Regions from separate parts of the Sus scrofa genome. Here region 1 is linked to region 2. A link is a contact called in public Hi-C data. All regions are on one chromosome and are shown on one strand. The core of a region is the stretch at or near the end of the contact, and the rest is flanking DNA. Distances in the headings are between cores, read along the strand shown.

Evidence for each region. Hi-C and Micro-C count contacts between places; a contact is called where the count stands out from the background.
Region 1: a contact with region 2 is called in a Hi-C map of liver, with 5 times the contacts expected there. The contact joins the promoter of ACVR2A here to the promoter of ORC4 in region 2. A contact is called at or near these places in 1 of 5 promoter capture datasets (liver), 3 of 47 Hi-C or Micro-C datasets (heart right ventricle and liver) and 1 of 2 datasets of contacts at active chromatin or transcription factors (alveolar macrophages).

The regions. Positions count from the first base shown.
Region 1 is chr15:4,257,781-4,263,775 of Sscrofa11.1, reverse strand. It overlaps ACVR2A (activin A receptor type 2A), which reads left to right and starts at 4,720. Exons shown (of 11, transcript NM_001204765.1): 1 at 4,720-4,796. The coding sequence starts at 4,742.
Region 2 is chr15:4,093,691-4,100,012 of Sscrofa11.1, reverse strand. ORC4 (origin recognition complex subunit 4) reads right to left here and starts at 3,474. Exons shown (of 14, transcript XM_003133249.4): 1 at 3,279-3,474. It overlaps MBD5 (methyl-CpG-binding domain protein 5), which reads left to right and starts at 3,700. Exons shown (of 16, transcript XR_002339404.1): 1 at 3,700-4,370.

The sequences.
Region 1 (5,995 bases), core at 3,471-5,970, 160 kb before region 2:
GGAGTTCCTGTCGTGGCTCAGTGGTTAACGAATCCGACTAGGAACCATGAGGTTGCAGGTTTGATCCCTGGCCTTGCTCAGTGGGTTAAGGATCTGGCCTTGCCATGAGCTGTGGTGTAGGTCGCACATGTGGCTTGGATCCCACGTTGCTGTGGCTCTGGTGTAGGCTGGTGGCTACAGCTCTGATCAGACCCCTAGGCTGAGAACCTCCATACGCCATGGGAGCAGCCCAAGAAATGGCAGAAAGCCAAAAAACAAACAAACAAAAAAACAGTTATTATCAATATCTATACTAATCTCATTGAGTATCAGTAACAAGCAGTTTGAGATTAACACTGGTTTGAGAATTGTGTTTTGAGTAGTTTTGGTTTACTCCAGCTTGAATGACTTAAGTCATTGGCATTAGCTTGGGTAGGGTATTTCAAGACTTCAGCTATTCTTTGTTATGGAAAGAATAGTTGAAAGCCATTAGAAATAAAATATTTAGAAAATGAGCAATAAAATAGTTGTGGAATTTATAAAAGAGTTATAAAATTTAGAAAATAAAATAGAAAACTATTAGAAATAAGATAGAAAACTAAGTCCCTTCCCTGTGGTCATGAATATAAATTGAAGGGTGGAAAAAAACCTTCCCCGAATTAAATCTATTTTTTTCTACTTCCCACACATTTACTGAAATTTTGAAAAAGGTGATAGTGGGACAAAAAGTTAAATGTTACCCTTGGGATGTAACACAGAAACCAACTGGTTGTTGAGATTTTATTACTAGCTGAGATGTAGCCTTTTTATCAAAGTGCTGGATATATTATTTCCATCATAGTTAGTTTCTCTTAACTCTTTTAACTCACTTTCCCAAGCTAAAGTATTCTGCCTTAATGTTTTGTCCCTTAGCCATTCCCATATCCTTATTCTTCTCAGTGTGTGTGTGTTTGTGTGTGTATTTTCCCTATTGACACAGTGCAATGCTATGGTTAGGTAGAAAATGTAAGAGTAACAGTGGCAAAAGCTTGGATAATGGGAGCTTTCTTCCTACCTTGAGCATTTAGGGTGAGAATAATATTCATGAAAGATATGCCATGAAAGAAAGGCAGAGATTATTAGCTGCCTTCTTTTAACTTACCAAATTACTAAGTTTGTTCCCCTTGTATTATAACTTACAGCTTAGGTATATAAGAAGTTCATTTCTTGTGCCGTTTCAGGAATGTCCATGATATCTGAGCACAGGGGTATTTTTTCTTTCTTCCTTCCTTCCTTCTTTTTTTCTGTAGCTAAATGCAGCAGAAATACTTAAAAATTTTTCATCTATGGGGAATTCGCATGTCTCACACTTCAAAGTGATGTGGTCATCTTCCTGAAGTTAAAGAGGGATTTGGCATATCTTGTTTATATATGGCAGGTGAATACCTTAAAGTGAATTTCCTCATAATATATGATGTGCTACTCAATCCCAAAGGTAGGTTCAATTCCAGCCCTACCTTGGCATTGAACATTTAATCTATACCTTTTTTTCAGCCATGTGAGTTTCAAGCATAAAAAGAAACCATCCTTTGTTCTAGAAGCAGTCTGTGTTTACCTCTGTTTGCTCATCTGGCCAGCACACACTTGACTTTAGATTAAATTGGCTTCTCAAGATTCTTCCAGCTAGGAACAACTGGAAGTTCAACTGAATTTCTGTCAGGACTCTGAACTTGAAATTATAGCATTTGAATAGCTAAAAGGCCAGGTATCAGGTTTGGGAATTGAGCGATGTCAGCTAAAGCTGTTAAACACATAGTTGTGTCAGACTAGAATTCCTTCCAGGTTTTCTTCTCCTTTCCTCTCCTTCCTTCCTAAACCAGTTGGTACAACTTGCATTATGTTAGAGAGATGTTGGATTCGTAGATAAGAAAAAGTGACTTTAGAAAACAGGAAGGAAAGAGGAGCAAAAGGGTTAGCTGCAGCTACCTCTATCTTCTTTATAAGCTTTGCAATTAAAATGGGAATTAGTCACACACTCTTATGGCTTATTTCGTTAAAATATTTTTGAACACAGATTTAGGAACAAAATGGACAATTACTGTTAATGGGTGTTAATAACATCTCACATGGAGTTATTTAACTATTAGAGAATCGTCTAGCAAAGACTTTGACTTGTTACTTCTCTTTCTTTTACAGGAGAGTATTTTTCATGTTCTCTTACATTCTTATACTGGAAATTTGGGTGGTAAGATAAGGAATATATTTTCAAGTTTTAGTCCTATTTCTGGTTATTCCAGTTATTCCACTTGCTCTAGTTTCACAATTCAAGAAATATTGAAGCGATGCAGAGATTAGACAACAGTGGGGCCTGATCCAAGGCATAACTAACATCAAATTTCTGAGTGAACTAAATAAAATACACTGTCCATTCTAGAAATGTTAGTGGCAACTCTTAATTCAATCAGAGAATGGAAGGTTTATATTTACTCCTCTGACCAGCTCATAAAGTCCACAGAACTACATTACATTAGATGAGATCATTTAGACACCTTGAAGACCAACTGGGGACTTTTCTTAACTGTTGCGCAATATCATTCAAATTCTGAGCACCATGACTTGAGAACTAGAAATCTTGGAGAGACTTTAAAGAGCCACAATGATTACTAATAACCTTGACAAGTTGTAGAAATGGGTAGATAATTACAGGATGAACTTAATTGAAATACAGAGTAATTTAGAGGAAGAGAAAAATGAGACTATAACTACAAGGGAGAAGGCTTGCTTTGCGGAGAAATTGGGAACTCAGTAAGCTGCAAGTAAAGTGTCAATTAGCCATATAGTACAGATATTTTATTTGTTTTTATTAATAAAAACCAAAAAATCATAGATTATATGTGAGAATAATGTATTTAAGGAGAAGGCAATTATCCCTTGTCATTTATATAAATATTAAGCACCTATCACATCATGCTAGACACTCTGAGTGCTGACATAAAATGGGGAAGAAGACACAAGACCTCCCACCCCCCCACCTTCATGGAGCTCGCTAAAGTGTGGTAAATGACAAAGCTAGTACCGTTAATACTCTCTTCAGTTAGTGTTCTGTAACCAACTTTGAGTACAGCACATAATGTGAGCGTCCTGAGAGAGGGAATCCTACTTTACGTTTTGGATCCCATTCCGTGCCTAGCACAGCACCTTGTAAGCAATCAACTTGAATTAAGGAGTACAAACAAGCCCTAAAATAACGAAAATTTAAAAAGTAAACACTCGAATGACCATCAAATATGTCGATCGAAATCCTCAGGTTTTCTCTTCAGCGTGTAATAATATTTGAGAACCTATTACATGCAGAACAATTCTCAGCACAAGGCTTTGTATGTAAAAGGAATGGTGGGAATGGATTCGTATTGCACATCGTGATAACTGCGGTGGAAATCTTTGACCGGGTGGACAGCCCACCCTCTGCGAGGCCATCCCCACCCCCTTCCTTTTCTTTTTAAGACAAAACGCTTAAAACAGAAGCCACAGGGGCGGGAAGCACGAGACGACTGAGGGTACAGACACTGGCTGCGGCAGCTCGGCAGCGCGGAGGACCGACTACCACACCTCGCTTCCCCGCGCCTGGAATCTCAGAGCGGACGAGGCGTCCCCCCAGAGGAAAGACAGGGCGCCGCAGACGCCCCCGCGGAAGAGTCACCCGCCCCACCCCGCCCTGGGGTCCTGTTCCTCTTGAGCTCCCTCTGACCCTTCGGGCGTGCGCTCCGTAGAGAGGCCAGGGGAGCACGATTTGGAAACCAGGCGCTCGAGATCGGGACGAACCTCCATCCGCCCGCCCACTCGAGCTCCACGGCCCAGCAGGCCGAGCAGGCCGGACGACGAGGCCTCGCGGTATCGAGGCTCCGTCCGCCCCGCCTCCTCACCCTCCTGCCGGCCCCGCCCTCGCTCTCTCATCCCTCCCCCTCTCCCGCCTCGCTTCCCCGACAATCTCCTCGCGCTCCCGGCCCGGCACGCGCGCTGCGCCCGGCCACCGCCGCCACTGCCGCCGCCGCCGCCACCGCTGCGGAGCGTTCCTTCACGGTGCCCGGCTTCCAGCTTCGGGCCGGAACCGGAAGTTTAGGGGGCGGGGCCGGCAGAGGCCAGGGGACCGAAAACGCGGCCGAGCCCGGAGCCTGGAGCCGGAGCCAGAGCCTGGACCAGAACTTGGCCGCCGCCTGCGCCGCCGACGCCCGCCGCTCCTTCCCCGTGCTGCCGCCGCCGCCTCCTCGGGCGCCGCCGCTGCGAGCTCAGCCGCCACTGGTCCGCGGACTTTGGGTGTCCGGGTTGAAGGTCGGTCCGGACGTCGGACCCAGCTCGGTTCCCGGACTGTCCGGGCGGCAGCGGACGTCGCCGCCGCCGCCTCCTCGTCGCCTCAGCCTGGCGTTTTGTTCCGAGAGACCCGAGAGGCGAGCGGAGCTGACAGTGATTTTGACAGTGATTTAAACCCGCTTTTGTTGTTGTTGGCTTTTCGTTGTTTGGTTTTGTGTGTTGTGATTGTGTGTGGCGGTTTTTCCCCCGTGGTGCATTTTTTTAAATTGTGCTTTCTTTATTTTTAAATTTTTTCCTTTTTTTTTTTGACCCCGTGAACGTTATTTTTTTAATTTTTTTTTTTTTTTTTTGGTCGGGGCTTCCGAATATGTTTTATGACGGTTGATTTTACACCAGGAGGTTTGTCTCTGAGGAAGACCCAGGGAACTGGATATCTAGCGAGAACTTCCTACGGCTTCCCCGGCGCCTCGGGAAAATGGGAGCTGCTGCAAAGTTGGCGTTTGCCGTCTTTCTTATCTCTTGTTCTTCAGGTAGGTGCACGGAGCGCGGCGCGGCGGGGCTGCTGCCGCCGCCGCCGCTGCTGGCGGCCGCGGTTGTCGGTGGGTCGGCGAGCTCCCGTGGACCTTGAGGAGGTTTCCCCGCACCCCGAGCCCCTCGGCTGCCACCCGCCAGGTCCGACTGTGATCTGGAAACCTCCATGAATTTTTCTGGTTTTGAGTTAGGTTGGCGAACTGATTGGAGTGACTGCTCTGTTGTGGAAGTGAGAAAGTCATGGTTTGTGGCCATAACAGTGGATGACAGCGCTGGTTGGGTTGTAATTAAGCCGCAAATACCACAAGTGACAATTTGTGCAAAGGTTTGAGACCCGAAAGGCGTATTCCAAAATGTCATTTAGTATGACATCCTCTGAGATAAGGGTGGTTTTTATTTTTTTAACGTCTTTTAATTAGTACTTCAGTGACTATCACGACAGAGATCAAGTCAGTTGCTGCTTAATTTTGACCGTGAGAAACAATGCATTCTACCAGCAGTTTCTTCTGCGTCTCCCCTCACATTTTCTTCAACTTCAGTGTCCAGCAGTGTTAAAAATAGTTGTAGTTGTTGTTGGAGTATTAACAATAACCCAGTGCAGAAGAGGTATGCTGCTGTGTGTTGGGAATGTGCTGGCTTTCAACCACCATTTATGTGCTCTTTTCTGGCATAGATTTTGCTTACCTACGAATACTTATTTTAAACGCGTTGTATTGAAGCATTGTTTTCGGTTTAGAACAGCCCATTTGAAATTGTGCATACTGTCACATACACTATAGTCATAAAATTCGTTTTGGCCCAAGGTTGGAAGAATAATCTGGCCCCTTTATATTTGAAATTTTGATTTTGTGAGAACATTCTGTGGTTGCAACCAGTGGTTGGAAAACTATGTAGTCTTTTGTATTTGAAATTCTGTAAATGAATACAGCATCTAGCTCAAAAGGTGTGCAAATGTGCATAAGAGGAGAGTTCGCTTGATAGATGGAGCAATTTTAAAGTGGCAATGGATCTATTTTTTACAAAATTCAATATTCAGTTACCAGGTTGTGAGATAGAATTATAGGGGGACAACGAATTGACAGGTTTCATGGCCATGTCTTTATCTCCTTTGCCACAGGGAAATAAGAGGGTGGTAGTCTTTTCTTTGTGTACCTCTGTGGTGTGTGTGTTTGTGTGTATGTCCTTGTCCATCCGTCCT
Region 2 (6,322 bases), core at 2,225-4,724:
AAAGGAGAACTGGAAAGCAAAACAAAGCTTGTGTGATTAGAAGCCCTGCTTAACATCATGTATATAACAGAAGGGATCCCAAGATTTGAACATGAACTAAGTGACTTAAATGGTAGCATCCCTAAACAATTTTCCTAAAAAAAAAAAAATTTCTTCTTGAGGAGGACCTTATTCTAAGACTCATGTATTCCTAACATTTTTCAAATACAACCATCACACAGGCACACTAGGAGAAAAAAAGAAAATCACGAACACAGAAAATGACCCATTAAAAAAAAAAATCAAGAAACTGGAATTCTGCACTACAGACAACAAATTAACTACAAATACTATGTCAATAAAGGCCACAACTGTAATTTTTAGCAAGTAGCTAGAAACAGTTAGGGTGGACATAGGTGATATATTTCCTAAAAAGATGTGGATCCGTAGACTCAAGAATCCCAATGAGTTCAAAACGGGAAAAAGAATTCCATACAAAAGCATCATGAAGAAACAGCAGAAAATCTATGACAAAGAAAATATTTTTTTAAAGGCAGATTTCTTCTAAGCAGCAAGAATTAGACAGCTGACTGCTCAAAATCAATAATGGCAGCCCCCCACCATAAAACAGTGGAACATCTTTAACAGGGCTGATAAACAACCACAATCCTACAATACCCCCAAAACATTTTTCAACATTGCAGGTGAAACAGACATTGTAAGGTAAGCAAAAAAAATTAAGCAATTTGGCCATCAGTATGTCTACATTAATTAATTTCTTAAGAGTGTATACTCAGGCAGGAGGAAAAAGATTCCCAAAGAAAATTCAGAGATTCAAGAAGAGATGAAGAACACCCAAAATGGTAAATATATCGACTCAACATTGATAGCAGAAAACAATGCTGCCCAACTAGAATACAAGGCCACTCACACATGTAACTTAATATTTTCTAGTATTCACATTTAAAAAAAGTAAAATAAGGTGAAATTAATTTATTATAATTTCAACAAGTAATCATAATAAAATAATTTTACACTGTTCTCATACTAAATCTTAGAAATCTGAGGTTTATTTGACATTCACAGAACAACTCAGATGCTAATTTGTCATCAGAAATATGTGGTCTTAATTTTTATAAAGTTTACAATTGAGACAGTAAACTTACATACTCAGGTTGTTCCAAGCATACTTAATGAATCTTCCGACAACTGAATCGAGTATCGATTTTCAAATTTAAATTAACACAATACTAAAAATACAGTTTCTCAGTAATACTACCCATATTTCAAGTGTTCCATAGCTTGTGGCTACTGTACCAGATAGCAGAAGTATAGGACATTTTCCCTGGAGTTAAAATTACCCCCCAAAATTCAAATAACAGTAGCAGTATATAAGTCAGTAAGAATGAAATGAAGATAAAGCTATTATTCAGGATGTGAGAAATGCTACAAGCACAGAGAAGATATTTGCCACAATGCTCAAGTCTTTATGTAAAAACACAGACAACTTAACTGGACACAATCCAAATGTCTGTAATACTGAACTAGTTAAATTTTGATTTATTCACAATAGGACTCACTACACTACACTTACTATACTATAAACATTACTATACAGCAATAAAAATACATGAACTAAAGCTAACAGGATTAAATATTGCATAGTAAGAGAAAAATTATACATAACTCATTTACATATAGAAAAAAACGTGTATTGTTTAGGAATGTCGGAAAAGGTGGTTTAAAAACACTTGAAATAAAATTAGGAAATCATTACCATAAAAATATCATTACTACATTTAAAAAAAAGAAATTGTTACCATAAAAATCCAGCCATCTTTGGGAGTACTGAAGAGGGAGGAAAGAATAGGAATGGATTGGCGGGGGGAGGGCGGAGCATTGTTTTCTCTCTTTGGTAGTGATTACAAAGTGTGCACGTTATAATTATTCATTATACTGCATATCTACGACTTGCACACTTTTTTGCACATTTTTATTTTGTCGTAAAAAATTAAAAACTTGTTACGTAAGGCACTTTTATTGATTTGCTATAATTTTTTTCTGTTCTAAAGTGGCAAACATTTGGTTTCAATATAAACAAAATGTTAAGGCACAGGTGTCTAGTTTTTACTCCATTCGACAAGATTACTGCACACACAGAAAGTGGTAAAAGCAGTCAATGATGCATGAATAGGATCTACTGTCAAAACACATAGAAGTAAAACGTAGAAAATAAGTAGTAACTTTAACTAAGAGTACGCTGAAGGACACACCACAGAATTAAATAATACCAACACAACATAAATATGTGGAATTTTGGATTCCCGGTCTTAAAAGAAACTATACATGAGTGATAATCTTTCAAAGCACCTTCAAAAGAAGTTAACTGAAAGACTAGAATGGTTTTAGTTATGATTGTATGAACTGAATGTGAAAAAGAAACGGTGCAATTTTACTGAAAAAAATACCTTTATTAATGAAAATCCATGAATCTTTTCTTAAATATTCTGAATTAACATAAGGGAAGCATTATTTCCAGCAAAACCAGTTGCATTTAATTGAAAAACCAAAGGCTAAATCCGAGGCTAGTAACCAAAGTAATTTAAAATAAAAACCCATTAAAATAATTTTTAAAAACCCTCATCTACACTACAGAAAGGGAGAACTTTGATGATATACCTTCCTTATCAACGGTAACATACAATATCAAGGATTACACAATCCCATATCCTTTTCTAAGAACAACCATAGGCGTTGTGGTGCAGCAACAACGCAAGACAGGGAGAGAAATTCCACTCGAGACATCCTAGCTTATTCCCTCCCCAAAGCCACTCCAGAATTCCTAGAAGGATAGCGAAGTAAGGATTGATGGTCATAACATCCAACATAAGCAATGCATTTAATGCTATAAGTTGTCAAAAATCACACAGCTTGTCTCCCTTGCTAGGCAGGTCCCCTGCTTTGAGCTGAAACAGTCATCAGAAGGCTCCGGAGATCCAATTTTTCTCTTACACCTGGACCATCACATTCCTCACCACCACTGGGTGTAGTCTCCACCTGCCATAGATTTAATCTCATCAGGACTCCCTAAACTCTTCAAGGATTCGTCGCCCGCAGGCTCACAGGAAGGCTATGAGATGGAAGAAGCCAGCCTAGTTTCTGGCCTGCCTGGCCTAGACAGGCCTGCCCCCCTTCCCGCATACCCAGTCTCCAAAGCCTTCCATCCTCCCCTTTTCGATTCGCCTTTAGCCAGTGGCGCCCATGGCCTTCGTTCTGAGGCCAGCCGACCCCCATGTTACCTCTCACGAAAAAGCCAGCCCTTAAGAGGGCAGAGCGGTATTCTAGAGACCGCGGAAAAGGATCCACAAGCTCCTCTCGCCGCGTAGTCAGCTCTACCTCCCCAGAGGCTGCCAGCTATACACCACTACTCCCAGCGTGCCCCGCGCAGGGACCGCCTTTCCCACCACTCCCCTCTCCCGCCCAAACACGTGACCTCCTTTTGCCTTGGTCCACGCCCACTTCCGTTCCTCCACTTTCCCTTAGGAAGGAGGAGGGGGCTGGGGGTGTTAAAGAGTAGCGACTTCCTCCTACTCCCCGCCCCCGCCCCTCTACCCCCTGCTACAATGTCTTCCGGGTCGCGATCGCCTCGGAGCCTTCTGGGAAACCTTCACATTTCCTCCCCTCCCCCTCCTCCTGCCTTCAACCAACCAGCCTCCCGTCAGAGAGGGACATGCGCAGTGAGTGCCTCCCGTCTCTTCTACCCGAACCCCCCCTCCCCCCCAAGCAGAGAGACCCCAGCAGCAGCAGCAGCTGATGATGAAGAGAGAGGCAGTGGCAGAGGGGGGGCACCTTTTATTTCTATTTTTAAAGGGACAGGACACTAATTTTACCCCACTTCAACCTTGAATTGAGGGGGGTGGGGGGAAGGCGGCTGAGTTCCTTCCCCCACCCTCCAGCCCTGAGACCTGAGAGGGGGATTGAGCCTGAGAAAGAAGGAGAAGGAGTTTCTTCTTCTTCCAAACCCCCCCATCCACGACTCCTACCCCCTCACCCCTCCACTAGCCTCCCTCCCGAGCCCTCTCCATCCTCCTCCTCTTTGGCCGTGAGAGGAGAGAAAGAGACCAAAAGCCTCTTAGCAACACAGACCCTTCTCTGCTGCTGCTGCTGCTGCTGTTGCTGTTGCTGCTGCTGTTGCTGCTGCTGCTGCTGCTGCTGCTGCTACTGCTGCTTGGCCCTGGCTGGAGACATCTCACTACACCCAGGAGCAGCCACTTCCCCAGCTCTCCTCCTCCTTCGCCTCCTCCTCCTCCTCCACTCCCCCCCTCTTTATTACCCTTTGTGTCATCCTCCACAGCTCCAGGGAAGGCACTCAAAAGTGGGGGGCAGGAAAGGTAAGTGTGTCTGTGGGGGCTTCATTGCCTTCCTGTGGCTCTGACTTTAACTCTGGGGCAACAGTAGCACCAAACCACATACGCAGTGGAGCTCCCGGGTGAGGAGGGGGTGGTGCTGGGGGGTGGTGAAGGAGGAGTAGGAGTGGGGAGGGGTGTGTGAGGTGGGTGCCCATCCTGTCAGAGGAGGAAGGGCACTTTTTATTTTTATTTGCTGTTGTCAAAAGTGGTTTCTCTCCTCCAGCTAACATCTGATTGTGTCTTGGCTCCAGTGGGGGAGAATACAAAAACAACCCCCTCCTTCCTCCAATGAGGCGCCAGGGAAAGAGACAGAAAGAGGCACACTTTCTAGATGTCACTTTAAAAAATCATTTGGAGAGCTTTTTTCCTTTTTTCCTAGGAAAAGCTCTGCTGCATTTGTTTCTGTGTGGGAAAATGTCGGGATCTGGATTGTATCGGAACTGCTTATCCATTTGTAGACCTGAGTGTTTTCCCCTTTTTGGTTCTGTATGTGATTTGGATGTTGACTTCAGTGTTGGAACAGACTTGATTGGTTTTTGCTTTCTGGGTTTAATTTTCCTTTATTCGTTTTGTCTGACTTGCATAGAAAATTTCAAATTTTTGGTGATAGAGGCCTTTGGTTAGGTTTTGGCTTGTATTATTGCTTTTTTTTGTTAAATGTTTGTTCATATATTAGCATATGAAGTTCATAGCTCAAAATACTTAAAGTTTAAATGCCGCTGGTATTGTCTCTCTGTAGCTACGTTCCTGATATTTATTTTACATAAGATGAGAATATTCGCTATTTCATAATATGGGTATTTTCCTAATCTTTGCAACTTGTCTGAACAAGTAATCCCCATTGAAAACTTTTATGTTGTTCTGGCTTCATGGAAGGCCAAACCTCTCCATCAATAGTTTGCTGGATTGGTACCACTTTCAGTTTTAACTGAATTATTTATTTACTGTTGTAAATTGAGATGAGTTTTTTATCTCTTGGGGGTACTGAACCAAATTGCTCACTATATGTGAAAGGAGAAAAATTTCTAAAATATGGTTTTCTGAGTCGAAGAAATCATGATGTTGTAGTTAGTATATGCATTGTAGATGTTAATTGAAAGATAAATCCAAATTTAGGTTTATAGAGTAATAATCTTGATAAAAATATCTATTCTCCATTTTCACTTGGCATGTTCTTAGTGAAAGATTTTCAAATCTAGTACAGTATTTGATTTCACAAATGTTAGAAAGTATGTTTCTGATGTAGGCCTTTTACCAGGGCTTACATTGGAAAGTGGTATTTTGTTTCATATGTACATTTCTTTATCCTTTCCTTAAAGATGGATGCACACATTCATACACACACACACACTCACTCACTTTCTCTCTCACACACACCCTTTTTTGTAACTGCATTGGTATCTCTGATCCCATAATTTATGTCAGCAAAAAATATTCTCCTGTAAAGCAGCAATTTTGTGATCAGACTGGCAATATGAAAACAGCAATTTGATCAACTAGAAAGGATTGAAGAAAAATAATCTCGAAGGATATTTGACATAAATATTAGACATAATAATACTTTTAATTTTTTGTTTTCTTAACGGTACAACCAAAACGTAATATGCCTATATTTTAGTGACAGGAAAAGCATTGCATATGCAGAAACTTGTTCTGTAAAATCTTAATTACTGATTGAGTGCGAAAGTAGACATTTACACACAGGAAAAAAAAAGCTGTGTAGCAGTGAACATCATGGTCCTAGTTCCCTCCTTTCTATTATAAATTTTGAACAGTTTTGTACCTTTTTCTGAGATTTAATTGGTACACTTAAGCAGAAATCTGTGCCAAGTTCAAGTTTGTCTTCCAGCAATACTACTGTTCCAGATCCACCTAGGATTTCTTGTCCTCATCTTAATACTTCAGCAACCTTAACCTAAGAGATGGAAAGTAAA